Regions from separate parts of the Sus scrofa genome. Here region 1 is linked to region 2. The links are chromatin contacts, called in public HiChIP or PLAC-seq maps. All regions are on one chromosome and are shown on one strand. Each heading gives the region's core, a stretch centred on a gene start, on an enhancer-like site or on the middle of the called end of the contact. The rest is flanking DNA. Distances are from core to core; before and after follow the strand shown.

The links. HiChIP or PLAC-seq counts read pairs in DNA pulled down with a chosen protein or histone mark.
Region 1: an H3K27ac HiChIP or PLAC-seq map of alveolar macrophages shows a contact between it and region 2. The contact joins the promoter of PARK7 here to the promoter of VAMP3 in region 2. A contact is called at or near these places in 1 of 5 promoter capture datasets (liver), 1 of 47 Hi-C or Micro-C datasets (liver) and 1 of 2 datasets of contacts at active chromatin or transcription factors (alveolar macrophages).

The regions. Positions count from the first base shown.
Region 1 is chr6:68,627,622-68,634,319 of Sscrofa11.1, reverse strand. It overlaps PARK7 (Parkinsonism associated deglycase), which reads right to left and starts at 4,993. Exons shown (of 7, transcript NM_001078663.1): 1 at 4,984-4,993; 2 at 3,871-3,988; 3 at 1,731-1,832. The coding sequence starts at 3,960. It overlaps TRNAE-UUC (a tRNA gene), which reads right to left and starts at 2,410; the gene lies at 2,339-2,410.
Region 2 is chr6:68,472,607-68,478,920 of Sscrofa11.1, reverse strand. It overlaps VAMP3 (vesicle-associated membrane protein 3), which reads right to left and starts at 5,000. Exons shown (of 5, transcript XM_021095270.1): 1 at 4,842-5,000; 2 at 2,420-2,501; 3 at 115-273. The coding sequence starts at 4,843.

The DNA.
Region 1 (6,698 bases), core at 3,744-6,243, 160 kb before region 2:
AAAATAAAGTGACAATGTTTCATTTAAAATGTGTATTAAACAAAACACTTTCAGATTTTAAATATGGGTCATGGCCAAAAAAAAAAAAATTGCTCTGTTCACATCAGAACAATTAAATAAAATGTTTCTCTATAATGGAATATTGTAACTAGCAAAAATGCAGAAAATTATTTCATTCTTGTAAAAAGAACATACATGTGTGTAGATGCATATGCGTACACACTTACACACACCCCCACATACGTGTGTATGGCGTACAGAGCCTCACAGACAAAGGCGGTGGCCGAGGCGGGGGGGGAGGCAGGAATGAGAAACGGACATTTGACATTTGACTTTTTGCGTTGGTCTGTCCGACACCGGTTGTTTTCCAGTAACAATGTACATAGTAAAAAATAATTAAAAGAGAAACAAACGGTAAAAGGCACAAAAGTTACTTTAACCTTATGGGGGATAAAAATGCAATATTTTAGTATCCTGGATACCAAAACATCCTAGAAATCTAACAGTTTCAAACTTGCTGAAATTACAATATAGAAATTGGTTTAACAACAGTGTTTTAAAATACCTGAAAAGTTTTTAAAATTTAGTCATTAAGCCAATTATGAAATGAATTTAGTACACTTTTAGTGCAACACGTATTACTTAGAATTACTTTCAAAGACTATAAACATCCGGCGTTTTTTTTTAAACCGAGGAAAACTAAAAACAAAATCTGTAAAGTACAGAAATTCTTTCACCCTTTTAGAAACTTAACTAGGCAATCAACAGACAGCAAGACAAAGTAACCACTGCTCTAAGACACCCAGACCTGACCAGAGGACAAGAAAAACAGGGAAGGAATATTTACTTCTACTCTCTCGTGTTTAAACTGCTGTGCAGAAAGTTTCAACAATTTATATGTAAATACCAACACTCTTACAGGCAGGCCACAGCCTCGCTCTGAATATTCGAGTGTATGAGAAAGGAATACATGTTTTCAGCACCTAGGACCCAGAAGCACATGGACTCATTCTCCCAGGTTCCCCAGCAGAGCACAAAAGGCCATCGTGAGCTGGCGCTGCCGCCTTTCTGCCACATTTCTCCTCCAAGGGGGCACAGCCCACACTCCTGCCACCCCAGCCCCTTCGGCCTGAGCCCTGTGAGAGCGGCTGCCAAAGTGTGGGTGGGCACATGTCTGAGGGACTGCACCTCTCGACAGATTCCCATAAATGCTGGTCCCCTCAAAGTGAGGACTGCATTTCTAAAGATACTGAAACAGTGACACAATTTACAGAGAACTCTTACTCCTCCCTGCATCCAACCACGAGCCTCCTATGAGCTGTTCCGTGTAAAATGAATCACACAACCACGCCTGTGTCACCGCCAAAGGAAAGAAAAGCAGCTTTTGAAAAAGAAAAAAAAAAAGGAGCATTCCAATAAAGAGTAAGAAATGACGGGGAAACACGCAGGTGACCCTGCTGTTTTAAGGAATGTGACCCTAACAGGAGGCGAGGCTGCAGGCACCCACACCGCCTACGCTCGGAGGCGGGGCCCTGCCAGCTTCCGCGGACACAGAATGGAAGGCGAAGCTCTCCACTTCGCAGGGCCAAGTTTAGTGGCAAAGACGTCCAGGCAAAGTCACCTTCTTACAATAAGCCTGTGCTAACGGCAGCCTTAGGTGCAGTCAAAGACAGCTCAAGAAACCGGCAAAGGAGCCACAGGAGGAGTCATTCCCAGGATGGAGCACAAACCTCTTTTTTGGCATCTTCCAGGCTGGCGTCGGGACAAATGACAACATCACGGCTACACTGCACCGGATCTTTTCCAGCCAGGCCTGCAACGGTGACCTTAATCTAAGAGAAAGACGTCATCGTGATATTTCATAACACTGAAACATAAATTTAGAGTAACATTTTCACAGCTGCCATGTGTCTTAAAAAAACTTGGCAGGAAATACTGCAACAAAGCCATGCTGACTTTAGGCTCATGTGCTGCTTAACTATCGCTCATCTCTAGGTCTGTCCCCGTTGCCTGTGATGCTGTCCCAGCACTCTGTCTGCCTCATGTCCTTCCTCCCACCAAGGGGTCTGGTTTGGGTGATCAATCAATATGATCATTCTATCCACAATCCACCTGCCAAGGTGCTGTTGCCATTTAAACCTCACGGGATTTTTGTAAGGTAGAGACGTGAGCTAAAACAACAAAATACTACCCTACCTTGCAAAAATGTATAAAGTAGAAAATACTGAGAAAAATGGGAATTTTCCTCAAGGCTTGTGGGCCCAGGTATCAGCACTTTAGTCTGTTTTGTTGTTTTGTTTTTGGCGGTGGTGAGCAGCGGCTCGATGTGGGATCTGAATTCCCAGACCAGGGATCGAACCTAGGCTGCAGCAGTGAAAGTGCCGAGTCCTAACCATTAGACCACCAGGGAACTCCCACATGCTAGTATTCTGGATGGTTTGACAGAATCCAATAACATCGACCAACTGACCAGCACGTCCTTTTAGGCTCAGAGTCTAGAGAACTTCCACACTCCGAACAAGGAATCCTGTCCCAGAGCGTGACAATCCTGTGAAGCGATGTAACAGAAGAAAGGACAGTGCAGGCATCTTCCTGTGGTGCGATACTGAGCAGCAATTTTAAATTAAGCAGACTAGATCGGTATCTTTAGTACAGCATGAGCACTTTAAATATTTCACTGACTGATGGATGGATGGAATAATGTCTCTGTGCCTCCATTTCTTTAACTGTAAAAGGAGGATGGCAATAACTTTTTATTATTGCCCTTGGTGTAACTTGCAACAGCAGAGTTACGACTCAGAGTTGTTGTAACATTTTAAGAGAATGCAAGTGCTCAGAATGACACCCAGTATGCAGTACAAGCTATGTAAGTATTCAATGTTATGATACAGGTTTATAATACAGACAAAATGAGAGCTGGAGCCTAATGCTACTTGAAAGACATGCACAGGATGGATACACCTTAGTGTGAGAAGAGTCTTGATCTCCAGGCCCAGAAGGGGAATAGGATTAGGGAAATTTACAAACAGGGCTTTAGGATGCTTTATTCCTTTAAAACACGTTTGTTCTTCAAGAAACAGGTGTGACCTGGAGAAGAGACTTGCGTTCCCAGAAGGGAGGGGCAAGGGGAGGGGCATATTGGGAGTCTGTGCTCAGCAGATGCAAACTACTACACATACAATGGATAAACAACAAAGTCCTACTGTACACCACAGTGAACCATATTCACTTTCCCATAATAAACCATAATGAAAAAGAAAATACAAAACAGAACGTGTGTGTGTGTGTATACACATACGAATCACTCTGCTGTACGTCAGAAACCAACACGACACTGTAAATCAACTACACTTCAATTAAATAAAATTTAAAAAAAAAAAGAAACAGGGGGGTTCCTGTCGTGGCTCAGCAGAAATGAATCTGACTAGGATCCATGAGGATGCAGGTTTGATCCCCGGCCTCACCTGGTGGATTAAGGATCCAGCATTGCTGTGAGCTGTGGTATAGGTCACAGATGCGGCTCAGATCTGGCATTGCTGTGGCACAGGCCAGCGGCTACAGCTCAGATTCAACCCCTTGCCTAGAAACCTCCTTATGCTTCAGGTGTGGCCCTAACAAGACAAAAAAAAAAAAAAAAAAGAAACAAAACAAAAAAACAGGTCTGTAAGAAATATGGGATGTTAACAAGTACTAAACGTGGAAAAGTGTATAAACAGGTAATTGGTTCTATGTAGTCTCTGTACGGTCGTGTACTTTTAAAATATTTCATAAAGTACACCGAACATTACTCCATTCAAAATGACAAAAATCAATTTAAAAAAAAAAAATGTTTTAAAAGGGAGGAGGGCTAGAAAACTTTGGAGGACTTACTCCAGCTCGTCTCATGACATCTACAGGAATAACCGTCTCCATCTCCTCTGCTCCTTTAGCCAGGATGACCAGAGCCCTTTTAGAAGCCATTCTTATGTTGTATTTTCTGAAGACTTAACTGGAAAGAAAGAAAAAAAAAAGATTTCGGAAAAACTTTCACCCTCTAAGAGCCAAAAACTTTCAATTTAGAAACTTTTTTAAGCAGAGTAACTAAGTGCTCCTACAGAAAGGTTTTGATAGACAAGCACAAATGAATAGGAAGAAGCACTTTAGGGTTCCCAAAGAATTTCAGCTGCTGCTCTTTGAGGTGAAAACACAGTAAGGTTGCCACCACGTGTCATTATTGCTTAGATTTTGTTTTTTTTTAAATCCAATTTCCAATAACATATCACAGATGAGGTTTTCCAAGACCCAAGTTCCTAGGTCTTGCATTTCACACAATGCGGGGGAGATAAAACGCCTCCTTTTTCAAGCACTAGTTCACAAGGACGGGACTGAACTTTCACGGGTAAAAAACGAAATACACAGGTTTTAACTATTAGCCCCTGAAATTTTTGGAGGAATTTTTTTTTTTTTTTTTTTAGTTCCAATAACTGCACTGAAAATTCTGGGGCGGGGTGGGGGTTAACAGTGTTAAATATTTGAACACTTTTTTTTCTTAAATGACAGATTAAGATGGGAATCCCCCTCGTTAAACCCAATCCTGCTAGACTGTCTCTCTTTGCACTTAGCTCTCTTACACAGGAGAGCTGCTAAGCTAGGGTCTGAACAGCTTATAGCCTACTCTTTTTCTAGAGTTTGTTTTCCGTGCAAAACGGATTATAATAAAATGACGTCAGCAAACACAAGATTAACTAGCCCCAAGCGGGTGGGACGGTATGCACGCAAATTTTCGCAGCCGTAGAGCTGGTACCACGCCGGCGGCCGAAGGCGTCATCCGCTCACCCCGGGAGGCCGCCTGATTCCATTCGTGCTCCCCAAGGCCCTGAGCCTTGCGGACCCTCTGGGGCGCTCCCTTCCGCGGCCCCGCCACCCTCCAGCGGGGGCTCAGCACCCCCTCGCCGCCCCCAGAGCCACGGCCTGCGCACGCGCCGCGCTCCCCAAGGCCCCGACCTGAACCTCGCTTCTTCCCGCAGACGCAGCGCTTCGGCCCGTTCTGGTCCCTGCGAGGACAACTGGGCCAGAACCGGACTAAACGGGAATCTACCCGAGTACGCACGCGTGCCCCCAGGCTCTGGCCTCAGTCCCGCACCGCGCAGGCGCACGCCGTCCGGCTTGCCATCGCCCCGCACCGCGCAGGCGCACGCCGCCGGCCGGCATCCTCGCCCCGCACCGCGCAGGCGCACGCCGCCGGCCGACATCCTCGGCCCCGCACTGCGCAGGCGCACGCCGCCCGGCCGGCATCCTCGGCCCCGCATCCTCGGCCCCGCATCCTCAGCCCCGCACTGCGTAGAGATAGGGCGCGGGCCTCGCGTTCCGTCACATCCGGCCGAACCCAGCTTGGAGAACCTTGGGGTTCGCCTGCCTGTTGTACCCCTACAGTGCTCCCGGGCGCACCCTGAAATGAACCCGCTTTGTGCCTCAGCGTGGACGTGTTGTGCGGTCTAGAGAGCCGTGGCGGCTTTCTTTAAACACACAATTTAGCAAAACAGAATTGTTTCTTTACGTCGCCTGTGTGGACCTGGGTCTCCCTTTGCATTGTTCCTATTTCCTGGAGCTCCTTCTCGAACTATTAGGATTCTCCTCCGCACTATTAGGATTCTTCAAAGTCTTCCCAAGCTTCATCACCTGTTCCCGTGACTAATTGGGTTAGGATGGATAATTTCACGTGTATTAGTTTCTCAAAAAACAATTTTTTTTTTAAGTATTCCAATGCTGCTTCTGCATCCACAGGATTAGTGTGACCGCTGAGCACATAATTCAGACCTATCTCCAGGTGTACCTGGGAGATAACACATGGGTCCCAGACAACCGCTATAAAGCAGCTATGCAATAAAGGAAGACAGGACTTTTTTTGGTTTTCTAGTGCACATAAAGTTACACTATAGTCTATTAAGTGGGCAATAGCATGTTTTAAAAAGTACATACCATATTTTAAAAATACCTTATTCCTGGAGTTCCCCTTGTAGCTCAGCGTTGAGGAACCCAATTAGTATTCATGAAAATATGGGTTCTATCCCTGACTCGCTCAGGGGTGTTAAGTATCTGGCATGGCGGTGAGCTGTGATGTAGGTCGCAGGTGCAGCTTGGATCTGGCGTGGCTGTGGCTGTGGCAGGCAGCTGTAGCTCCCATTCCTCCCCTAGCCTGGGAACTTCCATATGCAGCGGGTGCGGCCCTAAAAAGCCAAACAAAACAAAATAAAAAAACCCACGGTAGCCCTCCCAAATTTCCCTATAAAATCTAATACAAGCTGGCCTTCCTTTCATCTCCTTGCAGTTGCCTATGGTTCGCCTTAGTTGGCTTGTCCTGAATTGCAATCCTTCTACTATTCGTTAAACTCATCTTGGCTAGCTAAAGGCCTTGTTATTTTATTTTTTTAAGAGCCACAATCTCAAAGTTTAGTTTTGGAAATCTTTGAATATTGCTACTTTTGCTAGTCTCCAAATCCAAAATGATAGCGGTTACATTGAGCAGAGGTCTCGCATCTCTGGCAGCAGGTCCCTATCCAGTTCCATTTCCGCATCCTAGGTAACAATGTTACTCATTTCCACTATTGCTTTTTGCATGCACAAGCAGATGCAAGTGTGTACTATTATTTTCCTTCTTGCTCACAGAAATGTAGCAGAGCATTTATATCGTTCTGCACTTCCTTTCCTGTTGCCACTAC
Region 2 (6,314 bases), core at 3,751-6,250:
GTCAACCCAAATTTCCCTGTGTGCAAAGTCAAACTCACCCCCACGATTCATGACAGCCCAATATTTAGAATGCCGAGGGTGACTCCAGGTAAAGACCAGTTAACAGAGAATTACCTTGCAGTTCTTCCACCAATATTTTCTCTTCAACTTGGCAGCACTTGTTTCAAATTGGGAGGCTCCCGCCTGCAGCGCATCTGCTCGGTCATCCAGCTCAGAGAGCTTCTGGTCCCGTTCCAGCACCTTATCCACGTTGACTCTCATGATATCCACCACCTGAGGAACAGGATTGGCATCAAGTTACGCGTAAAGGATGCGAAGACGAGAACTCCTCAATGAAATGTACTGGCACCTTTTTTTTTCAGGTCAGTACTTTACTGCTTCGTTGAGCCAAACTTTCATTAAAAAAATCATGATAAAAACACTCAGCAAACAAGCAAGGGACTTCCTTAACATGGTAAAGAGTGTTTATAGAAAAACCCATAACTAACATCCATGTTCCATGGTGACAGCCAAGGAGGCCCCCCCCTTCACTACTGCTGTTCAACATGGTACGGGAAGTTCTGGCCAGAGAAATTAGGTAAGAAAAAGAAATAAAAGGCATCCACACTGGAAAAGAAGTAAAATGATCTCTAATTGCAGGTGGTTCCAAATGCCCAAAGATTCCACCAAAAAACCTCACTGGAGTTAATAAGCAAACTCAGTGAAACTTCAGGGTACAAGAGCAACAGCCATAAATCAGTGTGTCCTCATACACTAGCAATGAACAGGAAATTAAGAAAATATTCCCTACACTAGCATCCAAAAGATGCTAGGGATCTACTTAGGGATCCACGAAACCAAGGAGACCAAAGACTTGCACGACGAAACTAGGGAACCCTGCTGAAAGGAGTGAAAGACCTGAGGAAGCGGGAAGACGTCCTGTGTTCACAGAAGACCCGATGTTATGAGGCAGGCGGTGCTCCCCAAAGTGATGTACGAAGGTGTCCATTCAACACCATCGCTCTCACCATTCTGACTGGCTTTTTTTTTTTTCCTCCAGAAACAGAAAAGCCAATCCTCAAATTCATATGGAATGCCAAGGGGCCCTGCAGGCCAACAATATTAAAAAAGGAAAAACAAAATTGAAGGAATCACGCTTGCCCATTTCAAAATGTGGAGCTGGACAACTGGATAACCGCGTGCAAAAGACGGCACCTGGACCCTGACCTCACCCCATCGATGAAAATCAACTCAAAATGGACCAATAACCTAAGGACAAGAACTAAAACTATAAATCTCTCAGGAGAAAACTGAAGGGTAAATTTTTCTAACTTTGGAATGGGAAAAAGGGAGAATGGGGAGTGGCTGCTAAATGCAAACAGGGGAGATGAAAAGACTCCAACTAGACAGGGAACGGTTACTAACACTCTGAATGGGCCAAACACCACTGAACTGTACATTTTAAAGTTGTTAACTGTATGTTATGCAAACTTCACCTCAATCAAAAACAACAACAACAAAAACCCCTCCTTAAAATTCTTTGGGTTAGGGAAAAGGATCCAGCTTGATTTTGTAAGTAAACAAAAGTCTCTTGGAGGATGGCATTCAAATGAGTTTCTTGGCGTTAAATATAAACATTTCAGAATTAAATCCATAAACAAAACCATCAGACCAAAACTTTACCCAATGATTTAACAAGGGAATCTAACATTAGTTTAACGCGGCTTTTTCAGGCATCGAAGTGCAGGAAGACCGGGATGCAGCTGTTTAGCGGTGATGGCTTTCAGGACTATGGAACTAGGGCAACACTAGTCTGAACTGATCAAAGGCTCTTCCGTTGCAGGTCTGCACACACAGGGCAAAACAAAAGGTGCTGAGAAGGCCTCCTAACCGAGAATCTGACCATCACAGACCTGCTGGGCTTGAACAGTCTGCCAGCACCTGCCTTCTGCATGTCCATGGACAACCATCTACGGAGACCTGCTGGGCTGGGCAACTAGTGAGTCAGGCTACTGGAAAATAGCACTTTGGTGAAAAGTCTGGTCAGAAGGATTGGTCCTGGCTTGAGCCATGTGCAGGTCTAGTCCTTAAAATCCTACTGCCTTAGTTTATAAAGTGCTCCTCTTTCACTTTTCTAATTTTTAAATTTATTGTGGCAAGACACACATTACAAAGTGATTCTTGGAGGAATGTTCTCAGGGAGGAGAGTCTGTACTTTAGGTGTGTGATTCAGCGGCAGGAAAACAAGCTTGAAACCAGGAGAGCGTGACTTCTCAGGAGCTTAGATAAGGGTTTTCAAAACCAGGGGCACTTTTTTGTTACACTTGTGAGAGTCGAAATTTACTTTACATTTACACTTTTATGATACTTTTTCTAAACAGAATTATTTCCAAAGCCTTCCCATCTTGGCTTAAAATGCAACAACATTGGAAAGCAATACCTCGTCCACTTGATTTTGTGTCTGCTGAAGTCTTCTGTTGCTGCCAGCGGCAGCGCTGGAACCTGCAGGCGCACCTGTCGACCTGAGGTAAAGGCACAAGCATGGGTAAATGAGGATTCCAAACACACTTCTCCAAGTGTGAAGGTGCACTCCAGGACACTCAGTGTTGGGAATTTCAGCACTAAAGCGGAAAAAGGAAATCCTTCCTGCAGTAATGAACAAAGGTTCTAATGCCATTTCTTCTAGTTTCTCTATAATTTCAGAGATTCACCCACATGTTAAAAGTGATCAAGGTCTGAAATGAGATTTAACAGGATCTACTTTGTATCACAAAAGCACCTGATCCTAAGATAAGTAAACTCTATTTTCCCTATTTTTTTGCCTTTTTTTAGGGCTGCGCCCTGCAGCTTATGGAGGTTCCCAGGCTAGTGGTGGAATCGGAGCCACAGCTGCCGGACTACACCACAGCCACTGCAACTGGGGATCCGAGCTGCGTCTGCAACCTACACCACAGCTTGTGCCAACGTGGGATCTTTAACCCACTGAGCGAGGCCAGGGATTGAACCCACATCCTCATGGATCCTAGTCAAGTTCATTAACCGCTGAGCCCCGAAGGGAACTCCTATTTTCCCATTTTTTATGACTTGTTTGAAGGTATAAGTCTACTTAAATGCACTCAGCAATCTTCTGATCTTTTCGCTGTGGCAAAGAATTGTATAAACAATCATAAAATGCCCTTTTCCAGTATGAGGAAATAGATTCACTTAGAGAAACAGAGTTGGGAAGACCCAGATGCCGAGTAGAAGGCACTGGGAGTGGAAAAGGTAAGACGAAGCCACGCTTCTTCTTCGCTAAATAGGTACTTTTTTTTTTTTTTTGTATGTTTGCCTTTTAGGGCCACACCCGCAGCACATGGAGGTTTCCAGGCTAGGGGTCCAATCGAAGCTACAGCTGCCAGCCTACACCACAGCCACAGCAACTCGGAATTTGAGCCTCGTCTTCGACCTACACCACAGCTCGTGGCAACGCCAGATCCTTAACCCACGGAGTGAAGCCAGGGATCGAACCCGTGTCTTCATGGATGCTATTTGGGTTAGCTAAGTGCTGAGCCACAACAGGAACTCCAAAAAGGTGCCTCTTTTAAACCCTCATTGAAAGCTTTATTTTTCCCCAGGCAGACCTTTCACGACCACGCAGGCTAGGAAGTCCTAATTGCTTCCATTACTTGGTTGGCAATGCTTTGATTTTTCATGTATTAATAGAGTCTTGCCCTCTCTAACAGATCACCGACTCCTGTGTCTTACACGTCTCTTCCAGTATCCCAGACAGCACCTAGAGCACTTATCTTGCATATAACAGCCACTGATTCATTGATTCAACAGTTATTTCATATCTATCATGTGTCAAAGACCAATGATAAAGGAGATCCCACCCTTGCCCTCAGAGAGTTTATTGTCTGAGAGATAACAGCAAAGGGCCATGTGTTGGTGCATCTTCTCATTTAATCCCCAAAACTCTTTGAGGGAACACTATTGTTAACCTCATTTTATAGATGAATAGCTTTAGAAAGTTGACACCACTGGCTGCAGTGGCGCCTGTGTTTAGATTAGGTTCTGCATAATTCTACAGATCTGGACTTCACACACCGAGAGCCGGCACGGCAGCTTCAAGGAGGTACATACACTCCGGAGTGGTGTCTCTTGCTCCGTTAGGAACCCTAGGAAAGCACCCATTCCTTTCTCCTCTGGGGTGAGCACTGAGCAGGCTGGAGTGGGGACAGGGGCTCCCTGTGATTTTTGACACTTAAGAGTTCCCTGGATGTTACCACCGGAAACTCCCCGCTTTCAAGGGTCACAACAAGAATGCTTCGGCTTAAAAAAAAAAGAGAGAAGGCCTACGGCTATGCGCCCGAGTCCACTCTGACCCACTCTGACCGCAAGTGCCTCAAGACAGGGCTGAAGGCCCCTCCCTTGCAACTTCCGGAGCCCAACCCAACCCGATAGCGAGCAGGTCTCCAGGACGAGGGCAGTGGCCACAGCTCCCCTCAGTCAACTTGGAACGGGAAGGAGGAGAAAATGGGACGGGGAGGGGCGGAGGGAGGGGAGGAGAAAATGGGACGGGGAAGGGCTTTCCCCTCCGCTGGGAAACACCGGCCGCCCCGCCCTCGCCCCTTCCGCGGCCGCGCGACCGCCGCAGGGCCCTCCGGGGCGGCAGGCAACGCCCAGGGCCGACCCGGCCCGTCTGCAGCTCGTATCCCCGGGGCCGCCCGCCGCCCACCCCCAGGCCTCGGGAGCCCCCGCGAAGCCTCGGCCCGCGTCCGAGACGCTGCAGAAGGGAGCCAGGCCGAGCCGGGCCGGGGTCCCAGCCACTGGCCGCCGCCCCCAGGGCCCGAGGTCGCTCCGTGTCGCCTTGTGTCACTCACATTTCGGCGGCGGCGACAGCGGGCGAGAATCGACGAAGAGGCGCAGCGGGACCTGAGGCGGGGAACCTGGGCGGGGCCAGGCGCAGGCGGCGGTGGCGGCGGCGCGGGGCCGATGACGTCAAAGGGAGGGGCTGACGGGGTGGACGGGGCGTGCGCGGCGGCGAGGGGCGCGCCGGAAGGGGCGGGGCGCCTCGGGGGCGGGCCCGGAGGGCGGTTCCGCTCCCTCCCCCCACGGCCGGCCGCCCTGACCCTGGGGGCCCGGAGCCTTAGTCCCGGGAAAGGGACTGTGTGGGTGGTCGGGGGTGGGGGCGCTTTACGTTATTCTGGGCCCGTGGGTCATTCCTGTGGCCGTGACGGTATCAGTGACAGCCCATGGGCTTCTGCTTAACGTTGCGTCTTACCCAGTGATGCTAGAGACACCGCATTTCCCCAGGAAACTTTTAAAATAAGACCTGAAGCTCCTTCAGGGTATTCGTCAGAGGCATTGATTGGGCCTAGGGTCCCTCTCTTCGTGTAGTCATTTGTGACACAAATATTTGTCATTGCACAGAGCTTATTATAACCCGTTTACAGGAGCCTTCACATCAGTAACTGGGCTTTGTATGGTTCTGTATTTCTGGACCCCCCCAGTAGGGAGTAGGTCCCCAGCTTTTGATTTGGGTTGAGGCCCAGGCACCAATTCAGTGAGTTACTCTGCAAGGTATTAAATTGCTCCTGACATTATTCCTACCACCACAGGCAACTCCTACACTAAACAAACACCACAGAACACCGGGAGGTCAACCGGCAGATTCGATGAGAAATGAAAAAATAAACACCAAACTGTCTGTTGCAACCCTAAATGGGATAATTGGAAAAAGAAATATTGATGTATATTAAAATAAACAGGAGAGTTCACTATATAAAAAAATTAGGAAATACAGTAGAAAATTGACAGAACACTGTAAACTAGGCTATAATGAAAAAATTTTAAATCACTACATGAACAAATAAAAATAGACAAGAAAGCAAGACAGAGGAGGTGAGATTTGAGTTGGATCAAGTGGCAAAAAGGAGAGTTTCCAGGCATGGGAGGAACAACCTTTCATAGACAAAGAAACTCAAGATGGACCTGGTTTGAACAGACCGAGGAGGTGCGGGTGGTGGTGGGACTGGTGCAGGTTAGGGCACAGGTGAAAATAAGATTGAATAAAAGGTAAAGACTAACAAGCAAGGAGAATGGCATGTAAACACAGTGGGCTCTCGAAACCGTTGAAGTCTCATGGATTGCGGCAGATCTGTCACCCAGAACTTGTCCAGCAGTAGCCCCGGGATGGATCAGAAGGAAGAGGGTCCACCAGGGAGACAGGAAGGTCTGTGGTGAAAGGGAATGAGATGAGCGACCAAATGCTCAGAAAGGAAGGCTTTAAAAAAACTGCAGAGGGTTTTAACTGGAAAGGTGAATTTGGATCCGTGTCTTCAACTTTCTGCACG